6 separate regions of the Mus musculus genome follow, and regions 2, 3, 4, 5 and 6 are each linked to region 1. Evidence: chromatin contacts called from public HiChIP or PLAC-seq, Micro-C and promoter capture Hi-C data. All regions are on one chromosome and are shown on one strand. Each heading gives the region's core, a stretch centred on a gene start, on an enhancer-like site or on the middle of the called end of the contact. The rest is flanking DNA. Distances are from core to core; before and after follow the strand shown. Region 1 holds the start of Mprip (myosin phosphatase Rho interacting protein). Region 2 holds the start of Guk1 (guanylate kinase 1). Region 3 holds the start of 4930412M03Rik (RIKEN cDNA 4930412M03 gene). Region 4 holds the start of 2310033P09Rik (RIKEN cDNA 2310033P09 gene). Region 5 has its middle 14 kb from the start of Rai1. Region 6 holds the start of Wnt9a (wingless-type MMTV integration site family, member 9A).

Region 1 (2,940 bases), core at 229-2,728:
GTGGCTACAACTAGGTGGCACTGGCTGGACCGTGTGGGGAACTCCACTGAAGTCAGCAAGCAGGGGGCAAAGGAAGTGGGCGAGGGGAAAGGGGAGCAGGATATATAGTGCTTTCCCAAAGTGCTGCAAACAAGGCCAGGAATCCTCAACACCAGAAACGGGAGAGCAACCAGTTCCCAAGGGCCAGTTGCCCAAATTGGAGACCTTGTACCAACACAAATTCCCAATCTCCTACACTGCTCCGGGGTTGGAGGTCTTTGGCAATCTAGGACAATGTTTTCCATGACTGTGACTTGGAGGTCTGGAACTCTGTTTTCCATGACTGTGACTTTGACACGGGTTAGGAAGAGCGTCTAACCTGGTCCAAAATCCTGACTAACAAATTAAGGGCAGACAGAGGGGGAAACCAACTTTCCCCAGAATGTACAGGTCTTCTTGGTCTCCTGGGCCAGAAAGCAAAACCAAGAAGGGAAGCCCCTACCCCTCGACAAAAGCTATTCCTACCTTCAGTTCAAGAGCAAGACCCACCCATCTGAAGAGAAACACCTCATCTCTCTTCAGACCCTGACGGTGACAGTGACTTAGAAGGAGAGCAGGCTCTATTCCACAAGATGGAAACTGGTGACCCACGCAAACATGCCAATTCCTGGGACAGTTTGGTGGCCAAGTCTGCGTCCAGTCCCAAGACAAGTCGCGAGGGGGGCGAGGGGGGGGGTAGTACTGACAAGTGGCAAGCAAGCCCCACTTTGTTCCTATCCAGGGAAACCAGACATTTTTTTGAGTCACCCAACAAGCATGAATCACACGGCAGAGCTATGGGAACGGGAAAGGATGTTATTTTTCGGCATTCTTGAGGATTTTCCCTTTGTCCCAGCTCTATCGATACTCTTCCCGCCCCCATTCCAACCCCATCCCCCAACTCTCACGCATTTTTTTTCCCTGCTCCATTTTTATTCTCTCTTGGCCTTCGCAGGCTCTGCGCTCCCCGGCACGACTCGCAGGCAGGACTCTCAGCTCCGCACCCGCGGCAGCTCACCTGCGTCAGGTCCTCGTCGTTGAGCAGATGCGACTCGCGGGGCTTGAAGCAGTTCTGACACTTGCTCTTGTTGAAGATGTTGGCCTGAAATTTCCTGCACGGGTTTTCCTTGGCCGCCGACATGTCGGCTAGGCGGCCGCGGAGCGGGCCGCCACGGCCCAGCGCTCTCCCGGGGGTCGGGGACTCAGCGCGGCCGCCGCCGCATTTTGCGCTGGCCGCCGCAGGCCCGGAAAGGCCTCCCCTCTCGCGCCGCGCCCCGCCTGCTCGCCGCGGCCTCAGAGCGCGCGCGCCGCCTCGCGCCCCGCCCCGCCGCCCGGCCGCTGTGGGCCCATGGACGGACGCGGCCTCCGGCCGCTGGCTCCACCGCGGCCGCCCCCAAGGCGCCGGCCGGCAAGTCCAGCCGTCGCGCTCACCCGGCGCCCGCCGCCACCGCGAACGAACCGAGCTGGGCGCCGCGCGCACTCGGGGAGGGGCGGGGTGGGGCGGGGCACCGCAACCGGCAGCCCCGCGAGCCAATGGCACCCGCACGCTCCTGCTAACAAAGAAACCCGTCGACCAATGGATGACGGGGGCGGGACCGGGAGCAGCGGGCGCAAGGTAACTTGTCCAGGCTGGGAAGGTGGAGGCGCTGGGATGGAACTTTCAGGTTTGGTGGACTGGCGCCGCCGCCCGCGGCCTGACAGCTGCGGCGTTGGGCTGGGCTGCTCCCGGAAGGACGCCGGAGATCTCCGCGGTCTCCCTGCGGGCCCCTGTCTTTCTCGTAGTCTCTTCGCTGCGGCCTTCTGCCTCGTCTAGCCTGCGCCCCTACTGTGTGCTAGGTCTGTGGTCGACCCAGATGCCACCATAAAGACTAGAAATTGTTTCAAGTGCTTCCCGTGTTTTAGATCATTAAAGTTCCATAACCTTCCCGTGACCATTCCGGTTTTACGTAAGGAAACTGAGGCGCGCGGAGCAGTTAAGTAATAAGACGTAGTGTTTCCGAGGTGACTAGAAGATGTCAGCAGCCGTGAGGAGTTGTCAATTCTATTATGGGAGCCCAATTCTGCTAGAGTTACGTACGCACTCTTACCTCCGTTTTGTGCTTGAGGAGACAAAAGCTCAGACACTGCGAATAGCTTGTGCAAGGTCACTCTGCAAGAAGGGCCTGAACTATATACTACAGGCCACTCTTGTCCAGACTCCCAGGCAAAAGGCCACTTGGAAAGGAAACGACAGAGGAGTCCAGAATGGGCGGAGGGGAGGGGGATGGAGGGGGACAACCCCTGCTCCTTAGGAGGCAAATTGTTCCCAGCAGCAGTGAAATGGATCTAAGCAGAGAGCATGCAGAACTGTTCCCAAGGTATGCAGGTGTAAGTGTGGGGAGGAGGAACAAGAAAGGAGTATGTGGTCCCAGAACTCTGAAAGTAGATCTAGGAGGGTGGAGAGTTTAAGGCCAGTCTGGACCGTAATGAGACCTTTATAAGGAGGCTAAGGAGGAGAGGAAAGGGAAAGAGTGAGGGAGGCAAGACAGAAAGGAGGAATCACTTTGACCTGAGATTCCAGGCTCAGCTGGCTGGCAGTTCCAGAAGTCAGCCTGTGTTTTTTAACAGGCTGAACTAACTCATTCTTCACAATGGAGGTGATATTGGAGCAGGTGGTGGCACTGAGAGCAGCTGCGCTCAGGTCACAAGGAGGCTTTAGGAGAGAAATGCCTTCAGAGTTGCGTACTTTTCCACTGGTCATCTGGTGACTACCCCGGGGAGGTGCATTTCCATTTTGAGAAAGAAATGCTCTCCTGCACAAGGAATCAGGAATGAAGGAGCCCAGATCAAAGTGTGCCTGCAGCCTGAGGGGAAAGCCCAGCTCTGATCCAGCTGTGGGCAGGTCTTTTGCCCTCACTGGCACCTCACTGACCACATGGACAA
Region 2 (2,940 bases), core at 297-2,796, 470 kb after region 1:
CTTGCTTCCTCAGAGGCACCAGAAGAGGGCATCATCTCATTACAGATGGTTGTGAGCCACCATGTAGTTGCTGGGATTTGAACTCAGGACCTTCGGAAGAGCACTCGGCGCTCTTAACCCCTAAGCCATCTCTCCAGCCCCCTGTGTAATATTTTTAAGAGTAAAATTAGGCAAAGATATTTCTTATAAAGTCAGTACATTTTCCAAGGAATCTCATGTGCACTTCCTTCACTGCCCCTCTAGATCACCTCGAAGCTCAGGACTTCTCTCCAAAAAAAGCTTTTGGAAAGAACTGATACTTAACTCAACTGTGCTGCCCACTTTACTGCAATTCTTTAATAAGTTTGTTTTATTTAAGACAGGGTCTCCCTATGTAACCTTGATTGGCCTAGAGCTAACTATGTAAATGGAACCTGTCCTGAATGTTCTAAAGGTCGGCCTACCTCTACTTCCAAGTGCTGACATTAAAGGTGTGTGCCACCACATTGGGCTTATTTTTCTTTTATCTCCTGAATTAAAGACAACTTCAGCATTCTCTGAGATCTTTGCCTTCCCGTTTCTTTCTTTCTTTTTTCTTTTTTGTTTAAGATTTATTTGTTTGTTTGTTTATTTATTTATTTATTTATTTATTTATTTATTTATTTATTTATTTATTTATTTATTGTAAGTACACTGTAGCTGTCCTCAGACACTCCAGAAGAGGGAGTCAGATCTCGATACGGATGGTTGTGAGCCACCATGTGGTTGCTGGGATTTGAACTCCTGACCTTCGGAAGAGCAGTCCGGTGCTCTTACCCACTGAACCATCTCACCAGCCCCTGCCTTCCAGTTTCTTGAAGTAACTTATTTAAAAAATACTTTGGGGAGCCACAATAGTACATACTTTTGTTTGAGATGGGGTTTTTCTGTGTACCCTGGCTGTCCTGGAACTTGCACTGTAGACAAGGCTGGCCTTGAACTCAAAGATCCATCTGCCTCTGCTTCCCTTGGTATACATCTTTTTATTACCGGCATTTGGGAGGTAGAGGTAGATGGCTCTCTGGGAGTTTCCAGACAGTCAAGACTACATAGTAAGACCCTATCTAAAAAACTAAAAGACTTAAAATTAGGTGTATGTGTCTATGTGTTTGGGTAAGAGTACATGAGTGCAGGTGATGCGCCTGCCCAACCTGAGTGCTGGGAACTGAATCTGGGTCCTCTGGAAGAATAAATAGCACGTGCTAGCCGCCTCTTGAAATGATTTAACAGTTAACCGGCTAACCCGAAAATGTAACTAAACGGATTCGAAGCTGACTTCTGATGTGTTCCTCTCAGGGTCTTTGTAAATTGGTAGGGTTTGAGCCTAGGGAAAGAAAGGAGGGTACGGAAAAGGGCGGAGTTTGGAGAAGAAACAACGAAGAGAAGTGGGCGTGGTCGTCGGGGAGAACCGCGCAGTGCGCCTGTGCATCATCGCGGCCCCCCCCCCCCCCGTTGGGCTGAGGTGTGGCTGTCGCTTGGGGGCCGTGACAAGGCGGGATTTAATGTGGTGTAGGTGGGGCCGGCGAGGGAGACGTAATGTCAGCGGGCAAAGGTGGGACGTGGCCGGCGCTGGTGCTTTGCGTACTCGGTGTGCGTAGCCATGCCGCCCTCCGGTGTGTTCCGGTGGGCCGGCGCGCCGCTGTGACGTAGTCCTGCGGGCGGTCCCTGATGCTGCGGCGCCCGCTGGTCGGGCTGGCGGTGGCCGCCCTGGGTCGGGTCCCCGCGGACGGTGAGTGCGCTGGTGGCTGGTTGTCTTCGGAGTGGGACTTGTGGCAGCATATTTCCCTTGCGTGCCGTCTCCATCTTGTGGGGATGCCGGGTGAACGTGTTTCTCGGGACCCCAGAACGACAGGGATGGGCACGCGGAGTCCCAGCCACCAGCAGATCGGTGCAGCATGAGCCTAGTCTGCGCTCTTCCTCTGTTCCCTACCCAGCCGGCGTCCTGGGTAGGCTCAAGCACATGGCTTTACTCCTGAGCCATTGCGGGCGTTGGACTTCAGTGCCTGCAGATGGTGCAGGCCCTGCAGACTATTAGGATTTGGCTTGTCCCGATTTGTTTTGTTTTAGAAAAAAATATTAATCTGCCTTTGGGCTTATTATTCTCAGGCATCGTTTTATCCAACGTGGAAGTGGGCGGGGTTCGTTCTGGTGGTGCCTGGAGGTGGAGCAGGTGACATTAGCTCCGCGGTATCTGAGGAGAGAGGGAGAAAGCAAGTAAATGACTGGTCAGCCTTTGATAGGCTCCAAGGAGAGAAAGAAGAATGCAGTTTGTTTCTGTGGGTGCTCCTTCAGTTCACCTTGCAGGAGGTCATAGGCTAGTTATGAAAGCGACTACTAAAGTTGTTTCCCTTTCTCGTCTGTCTTGACAAACACAAAATATCCAGGAAACATGATGTAATTGGAAAAGAAAAGGCAGAAGGGGATGTGAGAGGAAAGAGCCCAGGCGACAAAGAAGGAAAGTTAGAGTAGGGTTGAGCTCTTGGGAGGCAGCCATATGAGCAAGGCTTCTTGTATCCCTGACTCTTCTGGTTGGGACTTAATCTTCCCTGTCCCATCCTGTCCTGTCCCCATCCTCCCTGATTGCATGTGATGGTGTCTGTCTTCCTTCCTTCCTTTCTTTCTTTCTTTCTTTCTTTCTTTCTTTCTTTCTTTCTTTCTTTCTTTCTTTCTTTCTTTCTTTCTTTCTTTCTTTCTTTCAAGATTTATTTATTATCTATAAGTACACTGTCTCTTTCTTCAGACACACCAGAAGAGGGCATCAGATCCCATTACAGATGGTTGTGAGCCACCATGTGGTTGTTGGGATTTGAACTCTGGACCTCTGGAAGAGCAGTCAGTGCTCTTAACCACTGAGCCATCTCTCCAGCCCCGGTCCCTATCTTTCTTGATTCTGCTTCTGCTGGTCCCTAGTCTTCCCTGCCC
Region 3 (2,940 bases), core at 236-2,735, 450 kb before region 1:
AGAGTGGTAGCATACACAGTAAGGATAACCCTATGACAGGCAATGCCTTTAGAGACTAGAATATGGGTAAATTTCTTCCTTTTAACTCATATTTTTCAAAAGTTCTATAATAAGCCTGTTCTCCTTTTATAGCAAGAAAAAAAAGCTATTAAAGTCATCAAATACTTTACAAGTCCAAACATACAGCATGACTCTTTCATTCTTTGCATTTGTTGTGCTCATCCCATATTGTTTTTCAGGAATTTAGGACACACACACATACAGTGTGAATGAGTGAGTGTGTGTGTAGAGGAAAACTTGCCAGAGTCAGTTTTCTTCAAAGTCAGGTCACGAGGCTTTGTAGCAGGCCCTTTACCTGCTAAGCCATCTCACTGGTCCTATATCGTTTTTTGAGATGAGGGTTTTGGTATGTTGCACAAGCTAATCCTAAACTCCTGCTGCACTCAACCTCAAAAGGAGCTGAGATGTCAGGCATGGGTGGGTCTGGTTCTACTTTTGAACTTCTCTACAGTCAGCATATTCAGATTATCAGACTAGAAAATACTTAGAATTGGGAAGTTTTGTTTTGTTTTGAAACACAAGAACTCCTCATTATACAACCCAGGCTGGTCTCAATCTTGCTAGCCTATCAACCTCAGCTTCCTGAAGCGCTAGAGATACAAGTGTGCACCACTACTCTTGGCCTACATATCAAGATACATCCTTCTGCTTCCATAAAAACCTACTCTCGTCCTCCTGTGTGTGCCCTGGGTGAGGCTGAAGAAAGGCAGAGTCCAGCAGCTTAAGAGGCAATCTTCTTGCCAAGACCCTAAGACCAGTATTAAATTTAGCTGCCTGCTCCATACAAGCAGAAGGGGGCAGAAGCCAACTGAATTGGAGCCTCTTACTGGACTAGAGGAAAGAAAGCAGATCAGGAGGGTGAAGTTAGGGATTCAAGGCATGAAAAGCATGCGGAGAGAGGGCAGCATTACATGGGTCAAACTTGGCAACAAAGTTTAGTTACAGGTTTCCCAGGGCAGGCGATGGAGCCCGGGCTCAGAAAGTAAGAATGTACCTCCTGGCCAGGCAACCAAACGTCTGCCAGCTACAAGAGGCCAAGTGCTGGGCTCTGTCGAGGACAAGCGAGTACCTCTGGGCACAACTCTGCCAGTGTAAGAGAGTGTCGGGGCGCTCCCCGCGCCTCGTCCGTGAAGGACCGCGCAAAGAAGCACCAAGGCTGTGGCACCCGGGGGAGGGGAGAGCTAGACAGCAGAGAGCCCTGAGAGTACCTTCCCAGGTCTGGAAGCCACGCCTCCGGCTTTGCAATCCCGGAAAGGGGCCCGGCTCTACCAGGGGCGGGGCCTTGGCTGCCGGTCCCAGCAGCGCGGAGCATGACGGGCCAGGAGCTGCCATGGCGACTCAGTGCCCGCCCCGCCCCGCCCCGCCCCGCCCCTTGCACCTCCCGTGTGGAACGCTGCTTAGGGGGGCGCCGCGGGCTGGCGGGCAGGAAGCGCGGGCGTCTGCCCTCCCGCCGCCCGTTTCGAGGTCGTGGAGAGGAGAGGAAATGGCCCCGGAGCAACCACGCAGCTGCCTGATCGTCTGGCCCGACCGCGCCTCAGTAGATTTGGGTCCTGGTCTGAGCAGCCGGGCTGGTGCGGGTGTCCTCACTAGGATAATGAATACAGCTCCACTACCTATACTACCCAAGACGACCCCTCACACGCTCTGCGAGGAAACCGGTCTTCGGACCTGTGCCCCCAACCTGGTGGCCTGCACCAGTGATAGGGCAATTTGACTCCTAGTCGTGGGGGCTTGTGATACTATCTCTACCTACAGACACCCACTGCCTGTCACTGCACAGTAAACCTTCCTGCTCCACAGGGCTGCCTCCCCACTGGAATTCCCACCGTGTTCCTGGTTCTGGAAAGTCTGTTTTCCCGGGTGGCCATGATACCCTCCCTACTACTCCACTTCTTCCTTGCAGTCACAAGCAGCAGAGTGGAATGGGAGCTCGACACTGACTAGGCCTTTAACAGTCCTAAGGTATGTTAGTCCTAAGGTATGTTAGTCCCAGGGAGTCCGTTAGATCTGTACAGAAGTCAAGTGGCAGGGCCCAAGCGTTGCCTGTCTACAAGGAATGGGCCTCGTCATCCAGCTCTGGCTACCCACAACCCAACTACAGCTCGACCTCCCATACCTCCTCCCTCTCTCGCCTACCACAGGCCTGGCTTCCCTTCTGAGCCGCCAATCTGAAGCCACACAAAGGCCTGTTTGTTTGCTTTCACTCCGACTCCCCCCCCTGGATCCTATGTCTTTTCTCTGCTACCTGCCGGCAGGGCTTCCTCTCCCAGCCGCCAGCGGGCTGAAGAGGAGGGGCCGAAGGGAAAGAGGGGCAGCCATTGCAGAAAGCCCTGCCTCATGATCACCCCGTGGTTCCTCGAATCCACCTCCCTAGTACCAGGAGCTCTCAGTTTGATGGCTTGACAAATGACGATGACACTGGTGTCCCTTCAAGGTGTCTCCGAATAAAGGGAGCTAGCTGGGTGGGCAATACCTGGGTAGAGAAAGAGGAGCAGATAGACTCAGCTAGTCTCCCCCTATCCATGTGAACAAGATTTGTTTGTAAGAAAGGCTGCCTTGGCTTTCTAAGCAACCTGGAGTCTGCCAGGAGATATGGAGATGAAGGGGGCCAGGAGGCCTCGATGGAGCAGGCAGAAGGATGTTGTTTCCCAGCTCCCCCTCGGTTGGTGGGTGCCCTCAGTGTCCACTTTGGCTAGGCACCCCAGAGAACATCTTGTGTCTCAGAAGCCCTGCACAGCCAAGTGAGCTGAAATAAGGCTTTCACGGGCAAAGAAAAACAAACAGCCACATTCCACACCACCTTCTCTACCTGCAGAGGGAGGCTGCCCTCTCTCCCCATTCAAATAAAGAAATTCGACACTGATATAGCACAGAGATAGG
Region 4 (2,940 bases), core at 301-2,800, 450 kb after region 1:
GTCTCACCCAGCAGGGAAAGGCAGACTAGAACAGGATCCATTGTGCACTGATAATATCTACATGTCGGGAGTTCATATTTATAAATGAGCTTATTAGGCTCCATGGCCACAAAGATGAGTGCTGGAATGCTGCCAACCTGGTGAGCCTCCTCTCTCCTTGGAGACAAGTTCTCATTATGCAGCCTTGTCTAGCTTGGAACTCACTATTTTACCTAGGTACAAAGTTGAGATGACACAAAAGTAGAAGTAACCAGACACACGTACCAGCTTGTGAGAACTCTGAGAGATCAGCCTGCTGTCTACCAAATGCTGGGATTAAAGAAAGTTGTGTGCCGCCCACCCCACAAGCACCTCCCACCAAACTGGCCAGTATCATGGTCCTGAGCGTCACCCTGCTGGGTCACCTATGGCAGCTACTGAGACTCCAGCCCAGAGATGGAGGTCCGCCTACTTCAGTCAAACTAAGAGAGCTAAGGCAGTCTGCCCCTTTATGCACAGGGAGGCAGACTCAACTTACTCCGGTTCGACCTTGTCCTCAGCGCGAGGCTTCTTCCTGGGAGCAGTTGGGGCAGTGCTTGGGCCTTCGCTGTCCACACGGTGGTGCTGTATGACATGAGTAGCCGTGGTGAGGAACACCCAGGGAATCCTGCCCCACATCTCAGACACCTCTAAACCCCAGGATCCTGTGCATTGGGCTTGACAGGGTTTACCGTGAACACTGACAGCCCAAGTTTGGCAGCCTCTTTGTCTTCTCGGGATAGCGCCACACGGCCCGCGGAGCCACTGCAGGGGACAGAGCATTTGAGGACAGTTCTCAATCACCGCCCAGGCCTACCCTGGACTCCCCAACTAGCCTAACCTGGCGCTGCCCAAGCCCAGGAGCCGGTCCACGCCCTTCTCCTCGGGGTCTCCTCCTTCCCGTTTGCAGATCTCCACGAAGTCCTGCGAAAGCAGGGTAAGATAGGAGGTTCTAGGCCGAGACAGACGGACCCCCCCACCCCCCCCCAACCACCCCGCGGACCTCGAACCCATATCTCAGACTCACCTCCTTGCTCAGGCCGGTGGGCTGTTTCCTCACGTTCTTGTAACCACTGCGAGCAAAGGTCAGGAATGCTCATCAAGGGTCTGGCCCCTCGGTCCCCTTCTTTCCTGTGCCCCGCCCACATCCAGCCCCGCCCCAGGGCCACCCAGATCCCGCCCTCGGGGCTTGCGGTCGCCCCGCAGACCAGGCACTTACAGTGCGGCCAGCAGCGCCTCACGCTCCGCCTCGCGCACGGCTGCCAGCTCTTCCTCACGGCTCGGGCCGGTACACGGCGCGCGGTCCTTCGCGTACCAGGTGAGGTCGCGGCCCTTCTGCCAGCGGCCTACTGGCGCCATCAGCGAGTTGCCCAAGTAGTTCTCCCTCTGCTTGTCAGTCTTCACGTCCTCCCAATTGAACTGGTCTTGTCCGCCACGCACGCCACCGCGATTGGAGCCGAACATGGCGCTGGAGCCACTGCACAGCCTTCAGTACCCGCGGTCTCTAGTCGGACTTCCCGCAGCACTCCGGACGCACGCCGTGACGTCACTCTCGCGCCCCCGCGCGCGCCTGCGCTCTCGCTAACGTGCCCGTGCGCCTGCGCACTGCGTATCCGAGGGCCTTATCAATCAAGATCCTCTTTCTAAAGGGCGTTCAGGGCTTCTCTGGCGCATCCTTCATCCTAGTGCCACGTGCGCCTGCGCAATAGCTCCTCAAAAAGGCGGCTGTGCTATCCCACCTGATAACTCTCGTGTGAAGGAATCTCGGTGGAAGGGGACACTACAAAACCTTAGTGACACCAGGAGGGGCCGGCCCCTTGCTTTCTGGAAAGCCAAGAATGCTAACTCCAAAGGTCCCGGGTCACTGTTGAAACTAAGTTAAATAATGGCAAACCTTCACGGAACAGAGGGACAGATAAAGTCACCAAAGAAACATGGATTCACTCTTCCATGCTCTGGGTGACAGAATATGCGTATGTGACATGAAAGCCAAAGCATCCCTAAACCAGAGCGATCTGTGTTCTCTGCAGGTGAAGCTTTACTGGGCAATTTACTGAGGCTGCGCCTCAAAATGAACAGAAACTGAGCTACATCTTAATGACAGATCACTTGCTTAACATGATGGTCTTGGGTTTCATCCCTAGTCTGAAAAAATACCCATCCTGGAACTCTCTAGCATCCCAAATAGACCAAGACAGCCTCATTTTTATGTCTTCATCCTGAACACGTTGAGTACCTGCCACAGCTTGTGAGGCTCTTGGTATGAGCCCTGAGGTCATGGCCTGGCTTTAGAGGACACAGTTGGGACAGATTCCTCAGAACAAGATCATACTCGGGATGAATGGATGGTCCCAAGGGGAGCTGCACAATAAAGTGGAAACGTATCCTTTATTTGCCTGATGTAATTGTCATTTCTGAAGCTTACCGCCTCTGTCTGCTAACCCAGGCCTTGTCCTGGAAGCTTCTAGCCTCCATACAATCTTATCTTGGCCTAGAATGTTTTCAACCTCTGAGACCTATTGCTGAATAAGCTCACCCTTTAATGCTCTTCTGAACTCTATCTAGCTGGGTGGTCAACTCAGCTATTCTGGCTCAGACTCCTCCACACTGAATGATTCAAATTGGCTTCTTCCAGCTTCCCCCGAATTGCTCTGCTTGGCCTCATACGACCTTTGGTATTATGTTCTAATCTCTGGCTCATTTTCTGGCTCGTTCTGTCTTCACCTGGCTAGTTTGTTCTTTCTCTGCAACCTGTCTCTGTACAATGGTCCCAGTAAACTGCCCTCTCCTATTCTTTCCCCTAAGTCACTTCTTTCCTCTCTGTTCTCATGAGAGATAGGCATATCCTATTCTGTCAAATCTCCCTGAGTCACTGGAAATCACTTTCAAACATGGGTGCTTCTTTCTAACTAAGTTTACCTT
Region 5 (2,940 bases), core at 231-2,730, 430 kb before region 1:
GTTTGAGTGAGATGGTCCCCAGAGTCTCAGACATTTGAACACGTAGTCTCCAAGTTGCTGATGCTGTTTGGGATGGCTCAGGAGGTGTGGTCTTGTTGCAGGAAGTGTGTCCCTGGGGGTGGCTTTTGAGGTTTTATTGCCTTGTGCTATCCCCCAGTTCACTCTCTCTGCCTCCTGCCTGTGGTACAAGGTGTGTGTCCTCAACGCCCTGCCCCCGCAGCTGTGCCACTTTGGGAATCATGAAATCTAAGCCCCCCTGAACTGTAAGCTCAAACCCTTTCTTCTATAGATGGTCTTTGTCATGGTGTCTCATCACATCGATAGAAGACTAACAAAGGGCAGAGGAGAGGAGACTCTTAGGACTCTGCACGGTCCCCTCTGGACCTTGTCTCAGTCCCTTATTTCTCTGAAACCTCATACATCTGGGAGCTCTTACAGGCCTGGGACCACAGACTCATGAATCTATGCTGTTGTGGTCATGGAGTCCCTGAGGTCTTTTGCTGTATATGCCTCCCTGGGTTATCCGATCACAGCTACAGAGAGTACAGGGAGACGGCTATGTAAGATCCAATGTAAGATCCAGAGTCCTCCCTTATGTTGTTCATAGCCACAGGCCTAAAAAACAAGAAGCAGCCATGCCTGAGCCCAGAGATGTCTCCTTCTGCATCAGGTCTTTGAAGACATGATTAAGGGTCTTGAGACAGGGATGAATCTTGAGGTTTGGAGGCTCCCGAATGTTATTCTAGGGACTTCATAAGAGACAGGCAGCAGGGTACAGAGACACAGACGTGTGGTGTCGGCACCCTGGGAACAGCAGCAGAATCATAGGCAGAATTGAGCTCAAGACCGTTTGGGCTTCAGAGGGAGACGGTGTCTCAGAAGGAGAGCAGAACGCTTACCTGGCAGGGGACACCATGAGCACAAAGACAATGTCCTCAGGGTGAGCCTTGTCCACCGTGTTGCCCTCGAGGTCACCCAGATGTGGGAAACGAGACTGCAGGGTTTGTAGTCATGGAGTATGTATGGATACACAGACAAACAAACAATAGAGGGGGATGAAGGGGAGAGAAGGGCAGAAGGAAGCTTGGCACACAGGAGGCCACGTGGCTGCCTGGGCAGGATTGGGAATGAGACAGCCATGGGCAAGGAACACTGGGTAGGAAGCAGAAACTGGGCGTGGCCAGCACAAGTTAACTCGGAGTCTCTGCCAGGAGCAAGGCCCTGCTGCTGCCACATTGGTTTCTGTCCCTCGACACCAACCTTGTGTTCCTGCTCTTCGTGACTGTGAGGGAACGAATCTCCTGCTATAAAACACCAAATGCAGAGTTTTCTCAGCAGCCAGGGAAAGTTAGAAACAAGAACACCTACACAAACTCCTTCATTTTAGAATTTCTTGCCTACTATCCTGGACTCCTCCCACAGCTGGGGCATGTGAGTAGGCAGGGTGAGTGTGGGCCATTAGTTCTTGCAGAGCAGTGGGGACTCAGACCGTGGGAGTCATCTGGAACGGCACAGGAAAGGGAAGTGGTAGGATCTGTGGCCCGGAGTATGCTGTGATCCGAGCTGCTGGGCCAGGCACTAAAGAGGTGACCTGTGTGTGGCTGCACATGGGCTCTGGGCACAGAAGTGGGGAACAGGAGTGGGGCTACCCGGTATATCCTTAACAGAAAGCTCAGACATACCAAGAACACCCTTATTCTCTTTAAATCAACCTATGCCCTGCTCTAAGGAACCTCCTGTCATCCCTATTTGTTAGTGGGAAACTGAATCTTGGCCCTTAAAAGTTCCATCCTTCACCTCAAGTAATACAGATATCCTGGGGGTTATCTGACCACACCCTCTTCTGACAAGGCTGGATTAGGCCTGGTGGCCACCTCTTCCTGGAAGGTGAAAAACTTCTAGAAGTCCTTTAGAGAGGAAATGCAAGTAGCTGGGCCTGCTCAAAACTGACTTGAGGATAGGAATGGGCAAAAAGTGAGCAAAACTGAAATTAAAATCAAGTGTTCATTTAGACCCTAGGGTTCCACCCTCTATATGGTACCATTAGCCACGTGTGGGGGCTATTTACATTTTGATTAATTAAAAATAATAAAATGTAGACGTTTGTCCACTCTAGCCACATCTTGGGGCCCATCAGATAAGTATAGCTACTGTTAGTGACATCACTCCATCACTCCAAGTTCTGAGGGGCTGCAGGGTCCCCCGACCCAGGGATCCCGTTGCTCAGGGGTGTCCTGCTACAATAGACAGATGAGAACAGGCATGTCTCTAGCTTTATAGATAGGCCACATAAGGGTCAGACCTAGAAGGCAAGCTCCCAAAGGCCCTTCCCTGCAGAGGGAATCCTTAGAGCCACAGCAGTTCCTGGATTCCAATGTGTCCGGGCAAGTGCTCACCTTGTGACTTCCTGCAAGTTGCCACCTGTGTCAACTTCTGTACCAACTAATTTTGGGAAATGTCCTGACGTGTCAGAGGTAGCCCTTCCCAAGAGCTCTGTTTCCCAGCTCTTGGGATGGAGCTGCTACAGGCTTTCCTGAGTCAGTACTTGTGACATGCTCAGGATTTACACAGTAAGGGACAGCATAGTCCCCATGTCTCAAAGGTGACGGTGTTCAGCACAGAGGAGCCACACCACACTGTTTCTAAGTGGCCACTGATTCTCAAGACTTCCCAGAGGTCCTAGCTGGAACTCCTTACATTTGGACTTCCCAATTATTCAATCTTGCTTTGTGTGGCCCTGAGCCAATGACTTGTGAGCCTGGGGATGTGAGGACTACACAGGGCAGGCAAGCTGGTCCAAACACAGACAACAGCCAGAAAAAAAGATGCATGGGGCCAGAGGCCTGGATCCAACTGTGCCTGAAGCTAGTAACTTCCTTCGCTTGTGTGTGTATGGGTACACATAGATACACACAGACAGAGACACAGACAGAGACAGAC
Region 6 (2,940 bases), core at 178-2,677, 360 kb after region 1:
TGACTCACCGCGGACCTGTGGCCAGACGGCCATCCTCAGCCCTCCCTCTTGCCCGCGGGTGAGGCTTAGGGCTGCACAGATGGCGTGCAGGGGCGTGCCAGGCCAAGGCCCAGGGGTCGGACCAGGGGAGCCAGGGTGGGGAGACCCTGGGAACCGAGACATGGAACTGACCCTGGAAGACAACCCAGAAGAAATGGACAGACGGAGGAGAAAGGAGGAGAAAGAAAAACACAAAGGGAAAATTTCCCATGAAAATATTTTATTTTCTTTGAGAACAGGATACACCTGCAGGGTTCCTCAGCCCAGCCGCCTCTCCCTGCCCTGGCGGGTGCCAGATTCCTAGACCAACGGGGCCCTCTGCCGGCCACACCGCTGCGAGCGGCCACTGAAGCCAGGGGCGAGGGAACAGGTGACCGGCGAAGGGCGGCGGCCCAAGACGCAGTCCAGATCACCCAGGACCAGGGTTGCGACCCGAGGGGCTAACCCAGGTCTCCCAGAGGGGGAAAGAAGGGTGATAAGCAGGGAGGGCAGAGAAAGCTGGGGCGCTGCCATGCGTGGTGCCACCCAGGACCTTGGAGAACTCAAAGTGCAGTGGGTGTCCCTCTAAAGATCGCTGGGTTCAGGCATCCCAAACCTGGGAAAGCGAGTAGAGAGGGAGGGACGAAAGGAACCAAAGGTGAAGAGACGCGCCCAAGAACGCGGCAAAACTGCTAACGCATAGACAGGCGAGTGCGGGCGGCGACCCCGCGGGACAGCGGCGGCGTTTACCCCCCGGGGTCAGGTCTCCCAGACGTGTTCCCGAGGGCCGAGGTCGGGGCCAGGCTCGGGCGAGCGCCAGAAAAAAGCGCAAGAAAAATAAATTTCTCCAGCTTGGAGGGTTTTTTTTCTCCCCTTTGGGGCTCAGTGCAAGGAACATCTGGATTTTGTACGTGTTTTTTTGTTGTTGTTAAATTAACTTTTCCAGGAGAGAAGGGGGGTAGTGGGCAGGGGCCAGGGAGGCTCCAGCCTTTTGGCAGGAACACCGCGGCCTAAGGCGGCGGCGGCGACTCGGGAGTCACCGTGGACCGCGGCCCCGCGCAAGCCCGTCGGGGACACCGGCCCCTCTACCTCTAGGGCGCACGGCGGGCAACGACCTGCGGACCGAGAGGCGCGCTCGCTGCCAACTAACGACTCCAAGCCACCCGTGTACCCCGCCGAGCACCTGGCGAGTGCTACCCCGGGCTCGATGCCCCCGTCCGGCCCCGCCGCCCTCGCCCGCCCTCGCGCGGCCGCCCGCCGCGGGCACCTACCCGAAGTAGGCGGCCGAAGGGCGCAGCGCGGCGAGCAGCAGCGTCAGCCCGAAGGCCGCGGCCAGCCAGCGCGCCAGAAGGGACCCATCCAGCATCTTGCCGCGCCGCGGCGGCAGACCATCGCGCTCCGGGCTCCGCGCAGGGCGCGCCGCGACCGCCGCCCTCTTATAGCGTCCGCAGCCGCGGCCGCGGGGCGGGGCGCCGGCCAGCTGGGCTCGGCCCGCCCGCGCCCCGGAGGAGGGGTCACGCCGGCGCCGGGGGCGGGCCGAAATCCGAGCTGCGCGCCCGCCGCCGCCGCCGCGGCCGCCGAGCTGCTCGGCTCGCGGGGCGGGCCTGGGGCGCGCTGTGGGGAGGGCTGGGCACGTGGCGCGGTGGGAACCCCGGTCGAGTAACGGAGCCAGAAGGAGCGATGGGGCGGGACTGAGAGACAGAGCAGGGTTAGACCCCGGGGCTAGGTGTCTGCAGCCAGGACACAAGTGCGAGCTCCGGGGTGTCTCCTGACAGTTAGGGACCGGGTGTTGGCCGCCGGGAAAGACATCCAAGAGCCGAGAAACTTGGACGACTGTGCTTGAGGGGATAGTGACTGGGTGGCTTGGGAGCGACGTTAGCCACTGGATTACAGAGCGGGAGCGTGGGGGGACGCGAATCCACTCGCGGGCCAATGTTGCCAAGAGGGAGCCACTGCTGAAAGTTGGGGTGCTGTAGCTGGAGGAATGGAAAGGCGACCTCTCCAAGGGAGACCAAAAAGGCATTTCTGCAGAGCCGGTGCTGTGGCCGACTTGGACCTGAGGATGGGACAATATGGTCCTCAGGGACTTCTGGACTACTAGCTGCAGATATCACTGACACTCAGGGACCTCATACCCCAAACAGGGTGGAAGATGAAGGGGACCGCTGGCCAGGATGGTGACTGGTCTGTGTGAAAGCCCAGAGCTGTGACTCATCTTCGTGGACTGAATTGTCTATAAGTCAAACCTTAACTAACACGCAGAGAAACACAATTGCCCAGGGCACCCAATAGACTGCTTAAGAGTCCCCTGACATTGGGGGAGGGGCGGCTTATTCAGGGACCATTCAAAGTGCTGGAGAATAGGACCGAGTGATTGGATCCTGACACATGCCCACCGCGTGTCAACCTTCCGTGCTGGAGACGCACTTTCTGTGCAAGACAGTGACACACACACACACACACACACCAGAGCCAAGCTAACAAAACCCAGGGACCTCCAACACTAGCGTGCCTCCCTGACCTGGGCTTACAGGGGCAAGCTCCACACCCTGGAAGGCAAACCTCCTTACCAGCCACCGCCTTCTCAACTTAGAGGGGCTGATTCTGGATGGGAGACCTCCAAGTCTGAGGGTTTTGAGCTCCTCTGGGAGGCTGAGTTGTCTAGCCGTGCACAGCAACTGCTCAGCCACCTGTCACGGCTCCAAAGGAAAGCAGAGGAGGAAATGAGTGAAAAAAAAAAAATCACATCAGCCTCCGCACTGGTCAGAGCCAAGCAGGTTACTCCTGTGGGTGTGGACCACCCAAGTGAATATACCCTGTCCTGACTGAAAAGCTTCCATATGTGGTGGGTGTGTGGCTGAGTGAGGGGTCGGGAGAGCCCATCACTTCCTCTCCGAGCCTTGGTTTCCCCATCAGAGGCCC

What was found. Promoter capture Hi-C pulls out the DNA fragments that hold promoters and counts their contacts. Hi-C and Micro-C count contacts between places; a contact is called where the count stands out from the background. HiChIP or PLAC-seq counts read pairs in DNA pulled down with a chosen protein or histone mark.
Region 2: a contact with region 1 is called in an H3K4me3 HiChIP or PLAC-seq map of bone marrow-derived macrophages, with 3 times the contacts expected there. The contact joins the promoter of Guk1 here to the promoter of Mprip in region 1.
Region 3: a FOXA1 HiChIP or PLAC-seq map of pancreatic cancer cells shows a contact between it and region 1. The contact joins the promoter of 4930412M03Rik here to the promoter of Mprip in region 1. A contact is called at or near these places in 3 of 39 promoter capture datasets (the C10 cell line, liver and neural stem cells), 1 of 484 Hi-C or Micro-C datasets (CD4 T cells) and 1 of 115 datasets of contacts at active chromatin or transcription factors (pancreatic cancer cells).
Region 4: a contact with region 1 is called in an HNF4G HiChIP or PLAC-seq map of pancreatic cancer cells. The contact joins the promoter of 2310033P09Rik here to the promoter of Mprip in region 1. A contact is called at or near these places in 4 of 115 datasets of contacts at active chromatin or transcription factors (bone marrow-derived macrophages, effector CD8 T cells, memory CD8 T cells and 1 more).
Region 5: a contact with region 1 is called in a promoter capture Hi-C map of pre-B cells, with 2.2 times the contacts expected there. The contact joins the enhancer-like site here to the promoter of Mprip in region 1. A contact is called at or near these places in 5 of 39 promoter capture datasets (the C10 cell line, liver, pre-B cells and 2 more) and 2 of 115 datasets of contacts at active chromatin or transcription factors (the NIH/3T3 cell line and pancreatic cancer cells).
Region 6: a Micro-C map of embryonic stem cells shows a contact between it and region 1, with 2.8 times the contacts expected there. The contact joins the promoter of Wnt9a here to the promoter of Mprip in region 1. A contact is called at or near these places in 3 of 39 promoter capture datasets (embryonic stem cells, hippocampal neurons and pre-B cells), 2 of 484 Hi-C or Micro-C datasets (both in embryonic stem cells) and 1 of 115 datasets of contacts at active chromatin or transcription factors (extraembryonic endoderm stem cells).

What each region holds. Positions count from the first base shown.
Region 1 is chr11:59,661,045-59,663,984 of GRCm38.p6, reverse strand. Mprip (myosin phosphatase Rho interacting protein) reads right to left here and starts at 1,478. Exons shown (of 24, transcript NM_001368931.1): 1 at 1,037-1,478. The coding sequence starts at 1,159.
Region 2 is chr11:59,190,558-59,193,497 of GRCm38.p6, reverse strand. It overlaps Guk1 (guanylate kinase 1), which reads left to right and starts at 1,546. Exons shown (of 8, transcript NM_008193.3): 1 at 1,546-1,747. The coding sequence starts at 1,687.
Region 3 is chr11:60,113,777-60,116,716 of GRCm38.p6, reverse strand. It overlaps 4930412M03Rik (RIKEN cDNA 4930412M03 gene), which reads left to right and starts at 1,485. Exons shown (of 1, transcript NR_164317.1): 1 at 1,485-2,940. All of the region lies in intron 1 of Rai1 (retinoic acid induced 1), which reads right to left.
Region 4 is chr11:59,206,971-59,209,910 of GRCm38.p6, reverse strand. 2310033P09Rik (RIKEN cDNA 2310033P09 gene) reads right to left here and starts at 1,550. Exons shown (of 7, transcript NM_024210.2): 1 at 1,238-1,550; 2 at 1,046-1,091; 3 at 860-942; 4 at 711-783; 5 at 518-603. The coding sequence starts at 1,482.
Region 5 is chr11:60,089,806-60,092,745 of GRCm38.p6, reverse strand. No RefSeq gene overlaps it. Among named protein-coding and RNA genes, the nearest start is that of Rai1, 14 kb to the left of the region's middle. Within about 2 kb of position 1,480, at least 65 of the 459 cell types and tissues checked have an H3K27ac peak or open chromatin away from gene starts, as enhancers often do. A contact at or near this core is called in pre-B cells, where this site is marked.
Region 6 is chr11:59,305,417-59,308,356 of GRCm38.p6, reverse strand. It overlaps Wnt9a (wingless-type MMTV integration site family, member 9A), which reads right to left and starts at 1,427. Exons shown (of 4, transcript NM_139298.2): 1 at 1,290-1,427. The coding sequence starts at 1,384.